Regions from separate parts of the Sus scrofa genome. Here region 2 is linked to region 1. The links are chromatin contacts, called in public HiChIP or PLAC-seq maps. All regions are on one chromosome and are shown on one strand. The core of a region is the stretch at or near the end of the contact, and the rest is flanking DNA. Distances in the headings are between cores, read along the strand shown. Region 1 holds the start of ZDHHC8 (probable palmitoyltransferase ZDHHC8). Region 2 holds the start of DGCR6L (protein DGCR6L).

Region 1 (6,244 bases), core at 1,530-4,029:
TGGGGACCCACCATGATATCCCAGAAGTCAGCCAAATGGCCCCGGACAGGAATAAGATGGCCCGGCGTGGGCCCCAGGCTTTTGTTCCCTGTCAAGCAGCCCTGGCCCTCTGATGTTCACAGCGTCCCTGTCATTCGGCAAGGTATCCCCAGGAGGGGGGAGGAGCAGAGGCAGAGGCCTGGCCTGGGGCTGAGCCACAGTGTGAAGGCCTTCTGGGGCCCAGGGGGGCAGGACTGTACCAAGAACTCAGGAAGGCTTCCTGAAAGAGGGCCTCTGGGAACCTGCCCTGTGGTGTGCTGCCCTCCCCAGAGGGGGGACACCCCAGCCCGGGCATCCTCCTCACACCCCAGCCTCTCCTGGTGACATTTTTTAATGTCTTACAGGTCCTAGCCTCTCAGCTAGGGAAGGTGTCCTTGGTCCCCTAGGCCTGGTCTCCCACCCTGGATATCTCCAGGAGCTGCTGCCCCTGTGGTCTTGCCTCGAAGGGGGGAGCTTGTGTTTACTGAGTGTAGAGAGGGGGCCAGGGGCCACTTGGCATCCAGTGAAGTCCAAGGGCAGAGAAGAGGGAATATGAGAGAATGCACCAAGACCAGGTAGGGCGGGTCCTGGAGAGCACATCTGAGTCTGTGTTGGGCCTGGGTCCGTAGGTATGGGGGCCAGGGTGACGAGAGGCCTGTCCCAAGGAGGGGACAGCCTGGTCCCTTGCTTGCCCAGAATCAGCTCTCCATGGGCAGCATCAATGGGCCGGGACTACCCAGCAGAGCCCCCTCAGGAATCCCAGTGCCTCGGAGGAGCCCAGCAGAGCCAGTTGCAAGCAGACCAGGATCCTCAGTAGCCATTCAGCCAGGGAATGTGGGCTCAGGTGCCAGAAGCCCTGCCACTCAGTAAGATGGTCACTACACATGGACCCCAAACAGCACCCCTGCACCCCCGCCTTCTGCACCACCTTTCAGGCAGAGTGGGTCACTCGGGGCAGGATGCAGGGAATGTCTCTTCTGCCCCAGGCAACCAGCACCTCTCAGCACCCATTACTGAGCTCAGGACCCCACACCCAGAGGGAGGGTGGGCAGCTTCCAGGCCCACCAGCTGGGGAGGGTCCAGTTCACAGGGAGTGGGGACCCTCTGAAATCACCGAAGTCTCTGGACAAGCACTCTTTGGGGAGCACCTAGGGGGAGAGGTTGTGGGCAGGCTCGCTGGAGTTGGCTGATTTCAATTTCTCTTTAAACTTTTCCCCTGCATTTCACAAGTTCTCGACAGAGAACATGTATTACTTTGAAAACCAGGAGGACAGATGCTGAATTGCACTCGGGGGGTGAGAAACCAGGACTGGCTGTCAGGAAGCAGGACCGAGATTCCCCCAAGACCCCTGCCCTGGCCCCACCCTCTGGAAGCCCCAGCTAGACACGTCCCCATCTTGGCCTGCGCCCACTGCCCACGGCCCCACAGCCAGCAGCATCTGAGTGACAAGAACACGTCTGCTCGCCAAAGCCAGAAATAAGCCCGTCCACACAGGCCTTTTTTAAACATGCTCTTGGCAGCCCGTGATGCCCACTGGCCTCAGCCTTCAGGTAGGGGCTCGCCCACCCCCCAGGAGCCCAGTGCAGCCTTGCCATTCTCATGCCACAGCCCTCGCCCTTGCTAAGGTGAAAGAAAGGGTGTCAGGCTGGCTCCTGCCCGCCCCTGCCCTGGGCTTGCTTGTGCTCAGGGGCTGACCCTCCTTGGAAGAACTGCCCCACTGGCTACGGAGCCACTCCAAGCCTCAGGTCCCCAGGAAAGCTTGAGAGGTTGTCACTGAGCCTGGGACTGTGGAAAGAGATGGTTTCAGGTCTGTGCGGCTGAAGCCTGGGGAGCCCTGGGGTGGGGGTGGGCACGGCCCTGCAGAGGGAACTGTGTGGTCAGCACCTGCTCTGGGCTGCAGGGGTCCAGGACCTGCCTGCCCTCTGCCTCAAGTGTCCCAGAGCCCACCACAGCCAGTGTCCCTGGGTGTGGCTGGGCCTGGGCCCTCCAGCTGAGACCACTGGGCCTTCCTGAGAAGGAGGTCAAGGGAAGGCAGAGGGCATTGCCAGGCCAGCGTTGGTGGTGGCCGAAGGGCAGGCACGTGGCAGCTGGGCCAGACCACACCTACGCGGGAACAACTTGGCTCTGGTATGGGGCTGGACAGCAGGGAAGGTGCCCAACAGCCACCCTTGGCAACTCCCAGGGAGGGCTGGTGCTCTGGGCACCCACGTCCCCTCAGGCAGCCTGTGGGGAGGGCAGGGTGGCATACATCCTGGGCAGCCCCTATACAGACTCCCTGCCCGGGCCTGGTGCCTCACACCCAGGGCCTGCCTGGCACACTCAGGAGGTGCCTGCTGGCCACTAGTGCCCTCACACCCAGGACTCACCTGGCTCTGGCTCCCAGGATGGGCACACTCAGGGCATCGGCATTAGCCCAGGGTGCAGGTTTGCATCACCCAGAGCCCTGGTGCCCCGGCCCCTGCCCTGGTCCCACAGGGCTGTGCCCCCCGCTGAGTGCAGCCCTGCCCCTTCTGGCCCCGGCGACGCGGCCGACTCACGTGAACACGAAGAAGAGGGTGCTGGAGCCGACCAGCAGCGCAGCCGCTGTGGCCACCGGGATGTACTTGGCAGGTTTGAGGCGCGTCCCGGGGCTGCGGGGCATCCTGGGCGCCGCGCCGCCGCATCCCTCCCCAGGGCCAGGCGGGCGGGGCCGGCTGGACGGGCAGGACCCGGGCGGCAGCGGCGGCAGCGGAGGAAATCCCACCCCACGGGCGGCGGCGGAGACGCCGTGCTGATGTAAGCGCGCCCCTTAAGGTGGACCGGCAGCGGCTGTGGACTGGCAGCGGCCATGGGCCGGCAGCAGCCGTGGGCCGGGGAGGGGCCCTCTGGCGACCCTCCTCCCGGCGATAGAGGGGTAGTTGGCCAGGACCTCTCAGGGGTGGGGACTTTTCTTGTGGCCCAAAAGGCCATGCCCCAGAGGCCTTGCCCACCCAGTGGACACACAGCCAATGCCAGGGCCCATCTCCAACCTGCAGTCCTGGCGCTGTGGCATTTACATTCCTTCCTGGGCCATTTGCAGACTCTCCACTAAACCTCTCAGACATTGTCCCTGGGGGGAGCACATTCCCAGGAGCCGGCTGACGGCCCTGATGAGAGCTATTCCTGAATGGGGCCAGGTCCCTCCTTTGGAGCGCATCCCACCCCTGCGCCCAGCATTCACGAAGGTGAGGGGTTGTGACACTGCCACAGAATAGGGCCAGGTTCCTCTTGTCTGGAGCCTCTCCTCGCCCCGGCATTCAAGAGGAAGGATTATTGCAACACTGCAGAGGCACCTTGGTTCTCTCCCCTGCCCACCTCACAGCCCTCAGGCCAAATGGCCTGTCCCTCCTGCAGGTGACGAGTGTGTGGGTGGGACCCTAGGCCTCCCAGGAGGGGCGTGCAGTGCCCCTCCAGAGGTGCTGGGCACCCTGCCCTAGCCTCGGATTGGCCCGTGGGCGGACCCACCTCCTGCAGGAAATCCCACCCGCCAGCACCACCCCTGAAGCTACTTAAGGTGGACCAGCGGCCTCGCAGTGTGGGCGGACCAGCAGCAGGGTGGCCCACTGGCCTCCTAGTGGAGCAGCCACCCAGAGCCTCTGGGAGGAGAGGGGCTGGGGCAAATTACAGGCTGCAGTGAGGACCAGTGAGTCTGTCCCCTCCAACAGGTCCTCAGGGCCCTCTGCTCTGAAACCAAGACCCATCAGCCCCTGCCCTGGTGGGAATCCATGTGGAGCCCTTCCCCTCGAGGGCCCTGAGCAACTGCTTCTCTATAACCAGAACCCCGTGCAGCCCAGTGTCCACCTCCTCTGGCCATGCTGCACAGGCCCTGGGGCTCCTTGGCTGGACATGGGCCTTATGAAGGTCCCAGCCCAGCTGGGCTGGGAGCTATTAAGAACCTGGTCTGGGAACCAGACTGGGGTGGAGTGGGGCACAAAAGCAGCTGCTGGACAGCAGAAACAGTGACGGGCCCCTCCTGCAACTCCCCAGTTGTAGCCTCTACCCTCGGGGTGCCTACTGCAGAAGCCCAGGGCCCACAGGCAAGCAGGGCAGACCCCTTACTCTACCTCTGGTAGCCTTGGACAGACTGCGGCCCAGGTCTGTGTGGGGAGAGCTGGCCATGGGCAGGAATGGTGTACACCTCCTTTGACCAGGTCTTGCCAACTGTCTGAGCAAGGGAGGTCTCAGGTGAGATGGCCACAGCACAAAGTTTGGCCAAGCTGCAGGGAAGGGACTGACCTAGAAAGGAACAGCCATTTCACAAAACAGGGAATTGCTTGGCCAGGGGCTCAGAGGGGACCTCAAAGTGTCCCTGCTCACCCAGTCAGTTTTCAATGCAGCTTGGTCACAACCACTGAGGGAAAGGCTGTCTCACTCAGGGTTTCCCCCCTGGAGACACATCTTGTCACTCAAAAGGGAAACCAGACTGGAGTTCTACAAGTGGGATTCACCTTGTATCCAGAGCCCAAAACAGACATTTGACACCCTTGCTGTGCTGGCAGGATTGGGTGTCTGACCTCCAACCAGCCTTCCATGTCAAGGCATCACATCAACATCACCATTCCAACTCGTCAACATGAGAAGGTGCATAAGCTCCAGCACACCCCCTCTCCAATGCAGGAAGGACCACTGCAGGTCCCAGGAGCAAGGCCTAGGGCCACCAAGAGTTGACAAGGGCCAGTGATGTCTTCAGTTTGCTCTTTTAAAACAAGAGCAGCTTTCTCTGGAGGTGCATCTGCCAGAGGGATCAAGGACAGGCGGTCCAAGCTGGACAGTACACGGAGAATAGACCAGGGTGTGCCACACTGTAAGCCTCTGGAAGGTACCAAGGCCACAACCAGGGGCGTGCTCCCTCCAGGGTCAGGTCCTGCCCTGTGCCTCACAGCCTGAGGGGCCTCCTGGGACACAGGCCACCCCAGAAGTGCCCGTGTGTGTGGAGACTTCTCCCTTGCTTAGAACTGCCTTACAAGATGAGCCCCAATTGGCTCTAACCATCTGTGTTCCTGAAAACGCCCTCCTAAAAGGCACTGCAGGCACCCTCAATTCCAGCCACGCAGAGAGCTAGGCATGAGCAGACAGGTCTTCTCGGAGGGTGGCCATGGGGCTGAGGGCCAACCAAAGGTGGCCCGGCCAAAGACCGGAGACACACATGGCCTCCTGAAGCCACAGCCAAGGGATCTGGTGGGATTCTTTTCCTTCCCCCAAGGCCAAGAAAGAGGCTGCCTGCTCCCAGGCACAGGGCAGAACAGGGCTGTTAAGGCAGCCAGAGGACGGCACCACTCCCCTGGCCATCTGCCCACCTCAGCCCAGTGGCCACGGCAGGGGGAGTGTGACGGCAGAGATGGAGGAACCCACTGTCCCAGGACAGGGCCGGCGCACACACGGTCCTGCCTCCATGCAGGTTTCAAATGTGTTATTTATTCACTATTTTGATGACTATAAATAAGTGTTTCCACTGTGGAAAAGAAAGTTAGCAGAGTACATTCTCATGACTGGGGAAGGGGTTCTCTGAAGTCATCTTCAATAGGGCAATAACTGAGAAAAAAAAACAACCTGAATGTCGGAAGTCAGTTCTTTTATATAAAGTCCCTTGTAAAAACAAAACAGAATAAAAACAAACGGAAGAGGGGCAGGGCAAAATTTAAAAAAAGAAAAGAGGGAAAAGACAGGGAGAAAGGGACGTGGGAGCCGACTCATTGCTCCTCCTCGGCCGGCTGCTTGGCCTCGTCCTGCGGCTCCGTGCCCGCCTTCACCGAGAGTGCTTCTAGCTTCTCGGCCACTTTCTCAGCACTATCGTTTTTGCCAGATCCTGCCAAGGCACAGGGATGCAGTAAGAAGCAGCAGCATTGCTCTGCCCAGCCCCGCTGCAGCTGTGCACGCTCCAGGGACTGGCTGCCCTTCCATGTGCCTCCAGGGTCACAGGTAAACACGTCCTCCCACCTGGACCCCAAGCAAGTAGATTACCACAAGGACCTCTGAGAAGCCCCTACTGCCCTGGGGAACTCCAACAGACACTGTGATTTGGCAGTTAGGCTGAGTGCCGGGAGGCCAGGCCAGAGAGCACATATTTGGGCCCTGACTGGCAGTTCACCCCCAAGAAAGCACACCATGTACCGGGGCAGCTGCCTTGCCCTTGACAGGTCAAAGTGGTCACAGCGCCCCGGGATGTTCCTGTGGCAGACAGAAAAAGCACCCGCCCGGGGCTGCGGC
Region 2 (6,244 bases), core at 2,785-5,284, 150 kb before region 1:
ACCAATGCCTCTTCTCTTGGGACCTCACAACCACATCTGAAACCCCTTCTAGAGCCTCTTTGGCCAGGGTGCTGCAGGTGTGTTCTACTGACCCTCTGCCGTCCTCTAGCGGCCGCCTGCTCTAACACCAACGCTCAGCCTTTCCTCCTGCCTCCTTTCTCTGTCCCAGGGGCTGAACTGGCCTTGGGCACCTGCCAGACTTACTTTGTTCCTCCTGTCCTACTAAAGCCAGTGAAATGTCATACAAAGGGGGTATTTTTCTCTCATAGTCTCCCAGGGTACACACCCTTCCATACCCACCTCACTATTTTAAGTCAAAACGCTTTATGTCACAAGACTGGCTTTAAATCAATCAGCCCCAGCCCCCCCTTAATTCACGTGATGTCGCTTTAGGTCAGTTTCCCCTGGCAGGGATCCAGGACAGAAGGAAGAAGATCAGATTGAATAAGAAGGGTTTTTTGAGATAACCTCCAGAGAAAGGGCACAGGGATGAGCACAGCCTGCCCACCAAAGTACCACCACTTCTTCACAGTCTGTGGTCAACACCACCACACCTTTTCCCAGATGCCAAAGCCCACACAAACCCGAAGCTTGAAAACTGTGAGGACAAGAGTCTAGCAGATATTTCTGGAGCCAGAGTCCTGCCTCTGGATACAAAGGCAATCGGACCACAGAATGACTGTCAAATTGTCAGGCCACAGAGCCACTCGACATGTCTGGAAGTCCCATCAGATGCTTAAGGCAGAAATATGTCTCCTCTGTGAGGGGAGTCAGAGGTGCCCTGTAACTAACCATTTATTTCTGGGCACGTCTGGGGGTTCCACCAACCCAATGAAAACCCCATCTCTGATCATGGAGGTGCATCCAGGGAGCTGCAGAGGGATTCTGCTGGTGCTCTAGAACTGACTGGCAGCCATCAGTTCTAACATCAACTCTCAGCCCTTCCTCCTGGCTCCCTTACTGTTATTGATGGGGCAAATGGTGTTGGCCTCAGTAACTTTGGAAATGAACAGAATGCATAGATTAAAGGCAAAATGTGCTGTATATAAACAGTGGATTCCACTTTGGAAAGGTCTTTCCCATGTGGGTAGGAGCTAAGAATGCCGATGTCTGTGATCTGGAATGGAGAACAATAAATTAAATAGCTGGAAAGATGGTGGGAACCAGGTTTCTCACTGTCTGAGTGGGAAGTTACAGATAAGCAAGCGGAGAAGTACACATCCATATGATGTTGGAGACATTCACATAAACTCATTCTTAGCTTAATATGGATACAGACAGTTCCACATAGAAATCTTCCTAATTTTGTGTGTATACTATTGGGAGGGAAATTTTCTCCCTCTATTCCTCTTGAGTTCTTATGGCTGGACTCAAAATAAAATTGACACAAGGCAGATCAACAGGAGAAAAAGAAACAAATTTAATTCCAGCACACAGAGGTCTCCTAGAAACTGGAACTAAGAAGGAATTAAACCAGGTGGGGGAAAAAAAACCCTGAAGATGAAATAATGTCAAAAGAAACAGAAGGGACAGGAAAGTGGTATCAACAGCCAAAGCAGAATAAACTGAGCAACCAAATGCTATATCCGGATAATAACCAAAGGCTTAAAGTAACTATCCAGGGGACCACACTGGTAAAAATGCATGATTGTATTCCCTCATATGATTCCAGAAAAATGGCCAACTGAAGTAAAAGCAGCAGCACGGGGCTCTCTGTAATATAATCCATCACCAAAAGGGTGCCGTCACACTCCCAAGCTGGTACCCTGATGCAGACTTCTGGCCTCCACCATAAGGATCTATATATACCTTTCTATTGTTCATAAGCTACCTAAAATACCTAAATGGAGCTTTGTTATAGCACCCCAGGGATTATATAAGGAAAAGGGGAAGGGGCTACATGCTTGGGAGAAGGTGATCTTCAATTTTCAGGGATGACCATACCAATCATGGTTCCAAGCAGCTTTCGGGTATTGCTTGTGGTTGGAACATTATCTGAGCCATGAATCTCTGGTCAGCTGGGAGGATCTCAGAAGGTCCTGCTCAGTTTCATCAGCACTCTAATTTGGGGTTTGTTGATTGCAAAAAAAAAAATTGCACAATGTGAGAATTTTAAGTTGAGTTTTATGGGAAGCAAAATGAGGACTATAGCCCGGAGGCAGCATTTCAGACAGCTCTGAGAAACCACTCTGAAACTAGAAGGAAAGGTCAGCATGTATGTGATTTTCATGAAAGGGGTTGGTACATCCAACCAAGCACACATTTTGCAGAAGGTTGCTGTTAGTCACAAGGGACAAATGTCACTATGGAGGATTTTAGTGCTTTCCTAGATATGAGGAGATGGAAAAACTGGGCTCATTAAATCTTCTTCTGAAAATATCTAACTATCTAAAGACCTGTTCTTCCAGTTTTTCCTGGACCACAGAGAGCATCACTCCTGATCTCCACCCTGAGCTCCTCACAGAGGGTTTTGAAGGTCAGTGGCTTGTGACTTAATCCTTATAGAGGCAGATGGCAAGTGCCAGTTTTTAGTACTAGTTGTTGGGTAAAATTGAAAAGTCTGAAAAGAACCAGTGTCACTCGTAAACATCCTGCCACCTGACAGGATGGCTTTTCTTCTAGACCATGACTGGAAAACCCAACACAGAAGGCTGAAGAAGATGGATTTCACAAGTCACTGTGAGTTACTGTTCCAATGCAATGGAGCTACTAAATACGTGTTTGTTCTTAAGAAAAACTATAAAATTAATAAATCCGTTTCTCTAGATATAAAAGATAAAATCTTTTAATCAATACTGTAATTTTTTACTTTTTTTTTTAGGGTCGAACCCATGGCATATGGAGTACCTAGGTTAGGGGTCCAATCGGAGCTACAGCTGCCAGCCTACGCCACAGCCACAGCAACGCCAGATCTGAAGTATGTCAGCGACTACACAACAGCTCACGGCAACGCCGGATCCTTAACCCACTAAGCAAAGCCAGGGATCGAACCCGCAGCAATCTCATGGTTCCTAGTCAGATTTGTTTCTGCTGCACCGCGACTGGGGACTCCAATACTGTAATTTTTTAAATCTACCATCTTAGATGTTCCCGACGTGGTGCAGTGGTTAACGAATCCGACTAGGTTCGTTGAGGTTGTAGGTTCGATCCCTGACCTGAGCAAGTGGGTTAAGGATCCAGCATTGCTGTGAGCTGCGGTGCAGGTCGCAGACGCGGCTGGGATCCCGCATTGCTATGGCTCTGGTGTAGGCCAGCGGCTACAGCTCCAATTAGACCCCTAGCCTGGGAACTTCCATATGCCGCGGGAAGCGGCCCTAGAAAAGGCAAAAAGACAAAAACAAAACAAAAAACTACCATCTTATCCGTTTTTAAGTGTACACCTGACATTAAATATATTCACATCATTGTGCAGCCATCACCATTATCTCCAGAATTTCTTTGTAACTCCAAAATAAACCCCCCTCGTTTTAAAATGACAGCTATGTTGAGATAGAATTCACATAACACACAATTAATCTCTCTGAAGTTTACATGTTAATGGTTTTTAATCCTGCACAATCAGTATTACAATCAAGTCAAAAACATTTCATCATCCCTTCCATTAGACTTCTCTTACCCATCCTCCACGCAGTTCCCCACCTTAGCCAACCACCAAGCTACGTTGTCTTTATGGATTTGCCATTTCCGGACATTGCATATACATGGAATCACGCAATACGTGGCCTTCTGTGTCTGGCTTTTTTTTTTTTTTCCCTAGCATAATGCTTTCAAGAAGTACTGTAATTTGATTCCAGGAAAAATAACTGAGCCCGCCCCCCTAAAAAAAAAAAAAAAGCCACACAGCCTCCGTAAACAGCCGAGAACCACGGTGGGGGAGCCTCGGCCCACGCCCACTGCGCGGACTCCGGAGCTTCTTCGAAATCTCGCGATTTTAGGCTGGGGCGATCTGCCTTCGAGGTCTTGTGGGAGGGGAAGCAGTGTAAGGGGTGGGGACAATGCGGAGGGGCGGAGCTAGCCTTCTGGATTGTGCAGAAGGCCGGCCGTGCACTTTCAGAACTGTCGTGAAAGGGGGCGGGGCGCGTCAGGCTAGAGCCAACGCCAGAGGCCCACGACGCTCCTGGGGCGGCTAGCTGGCTGCTGGCGCCATGGAGCGTTACGCTGGCGCTTTGGAGGAGGCGATGGACGGGGCCCGGCAGCAGGAGCGGCACTACCAGCTGCTCTCTGCGCTGCAGGGCCTAGTCAAGGAGCTGCCCAGGTGCGTGGCCGCGGGGCGGGTGGGGCGGGCGGTCCCTCGAGGCGGCCGCGCCCTGTCCCCGCTCACTGCACCTTCTGCCTGCAGCTCTTTCCAGCAGCGCCTGTCTTACACCACGCTCAGCGACCTGGCCCTGGCGCTCCTCGACGGCACCGTGTTCGAAATCGTGCAGGGGCTGCTGGAGATCCAGCACCTCACCGAGAAGAGCCTGTACAACCAGCGCCTGCGGCTGCAGAACGAGCACCGAGGTGCGCTGGGGTGGCGGAACGATGCAGTTCCCCCTGCGGGAAGTCAGCCTGCCGGGGCAGCTCCGATCTCCGGGCTGAGCCTGTTCCGGGTATCTCTTGGAATAAGTCCCTGAATTGATCGGATCAAGGGCGCAGGGCCTGTGGCTACAAATGGGTCAAGTCAGTATTACTTTGTCAGTTGCACGGTCATCATTCGCAGGACATCCAGAACCTCCCTGCTCGAGCTCCCATGTGCCCTCACCCGCTTCCAGGCAGGATGGCCTAAAGCTTCTATGCTTGATCAGCCTACGGGCAGGTCCTGGTAGTGGTGGTTGGCCACCCGCAGTAATGTCCCACAGTGTTGACAGCTCTGAAGTCCTCTTTGGCGTCACTTCTATTTCTGCTGCGCATTGTGTCCAGTGGCACCCTCCGGAAACAGAAAGCTTTTCCACTTGAGCCACGTGTAAGGCCAAAGCCTCCTGAGCCTTGCCCCTCCCTGCCATCCCTGCTGGTGTGGGAGGGGCTTCAGAGCCCCTTCCTGCAAGACATGCTGGGCGGCTCTTCCTGCCCATCTCAGATTTCCACCTCTTTTATTTTTCCCCAACTTTTTTTTTTAATTTTTCCTATTTATTTATTTATCTATTTATTTTATTACTTAAATGAATTTATCACATCTGTAGTTGTATAATGATCATAACAATCTGATTTCACAGGATTTCCATCCCACAGCCCAAGCACATCCCCTCAACCCCCAAACTGTCTCCTCCAGAGACCATAAATTTTTCAATGTCTGTGAGTCAGCATCTGTTCTGCAAAGAAGTTAAGTCTGTCCTTTTTTTCAGATTCCACATGTCAGTGAAAGCATTTGATGTTGGTGTCTCATTGTATGACTGACTTCACTTAGCATGATAATTTCTAGGTCCATCCATGTTGCTAAAAATGCCAGTATTTCATTCCTTTTAATGGCTGAATAATATTCCATTGTGTACGTGTACCACATCTTCTTGATCCATTCTTCTGTCGATGGACATTTAGGTTGTTTCCATGTCTTGGCTATTGAAAAGACTGCTTGAACATCATATTACATGTGTCTTTGCAAGTTGTGGTTTTCTCTGGATAGATGCCCAGGAGTGGATTGCTGAATCAAATGTTACTTCTATGTTTAGCTTTCTGAGGAATCTCCATACTGCTTTCCACAGTGGTTGCACCAATTTACAATCCCACCAACAGTGTAACAGGGTTCCTTTTTCTCCACACCCTCTCCAGCATTTATTGTTTGTAGACTTTTTGATGATGGCCATTCTGGCTGGTGTAAGGTGGTACCTCATAGTGGTTTTGATTTGCATTTCTCTAATAATGAGTGATGTTGAACATCCTTCCATGTGTTTTTTTGGCCATGCATATGTCTTTTTTGGAAAATTGTCTCTTTAGATCTTCTGCCCATTTTTCGTGTAGGTTAGGGTTTCCTTTGCTGTGCAGAAACTTCTAAGTTTGATTAGGTCCCATTTGTTTATTTTTGTTTTTACTGTCAATACTCTAAAAGGTGGATCTGAGAAGATGTTGCTGTCATTTTTGTCAGAGAGTGTTTGGCCTATGTTTTCCTCTAAGAGTTGTATAGTGTCTGGTCTTATATCTAGGTCTTTAATCCATTTGGAGTTTATTTTTGTGTATAGCATTAGGGAGTGTTCTAATTTCATTCTTTTCCATGTGGCTGTCCAGTTTTACCAGCACCACTTATTGAACAGGCTGTCTTTTCTCCCTTGTG

The links. HiChIP or PLAC-seq counts read pairs in DNA pulled down with a chosen protein or histone mark.
Region 2: an H3K27ac HiChIP or PLAC-seq map of alveolar macrophages shows a contact between it and region 1. The contact joins the promoter of DGCR6L here to the promoter of ZDHHC8 in region 1. A contact is called at or near these places in 1 of 5 promoter capture datasets (fetal skeletal muscle) and 1 of 2 datasets of contacts at active chromatin or transcription factors (alveolar macrophages).

Annotation. Positions count from the first base shown.
Region 1 is chr14:51,499,609-51,505,852 of Sscrofa11.1, reverse strand. It overlaps ZDHHC8 (probable palmitoyltransferase ZDHHC8), which reads right to left and starts at 2,779. Exons shown (of 9, transcript XM_005670950.3): 1 at 2,557-2,779. The coding sequence starts at 2,660. It overlaps RANBP1 (RAN binding protein 1), which reads right to left. Exons shown (of 6, transcript NM_001185070.1): 6 at 5,433-5,843. The coding sequence ends at 5,728.
Region 2 is chr14:51,655,158-51,661,401 of Sscrofa11.1, reverse strand. DGCR6L (protein DGCR6L) reads left to right here and starts at 4,034. Exons shown (of 5, transcript XM_021072536.1): 1 at 4,034-4,255; 2 at 4,340-4,500. The coding sequence starts at 4,146.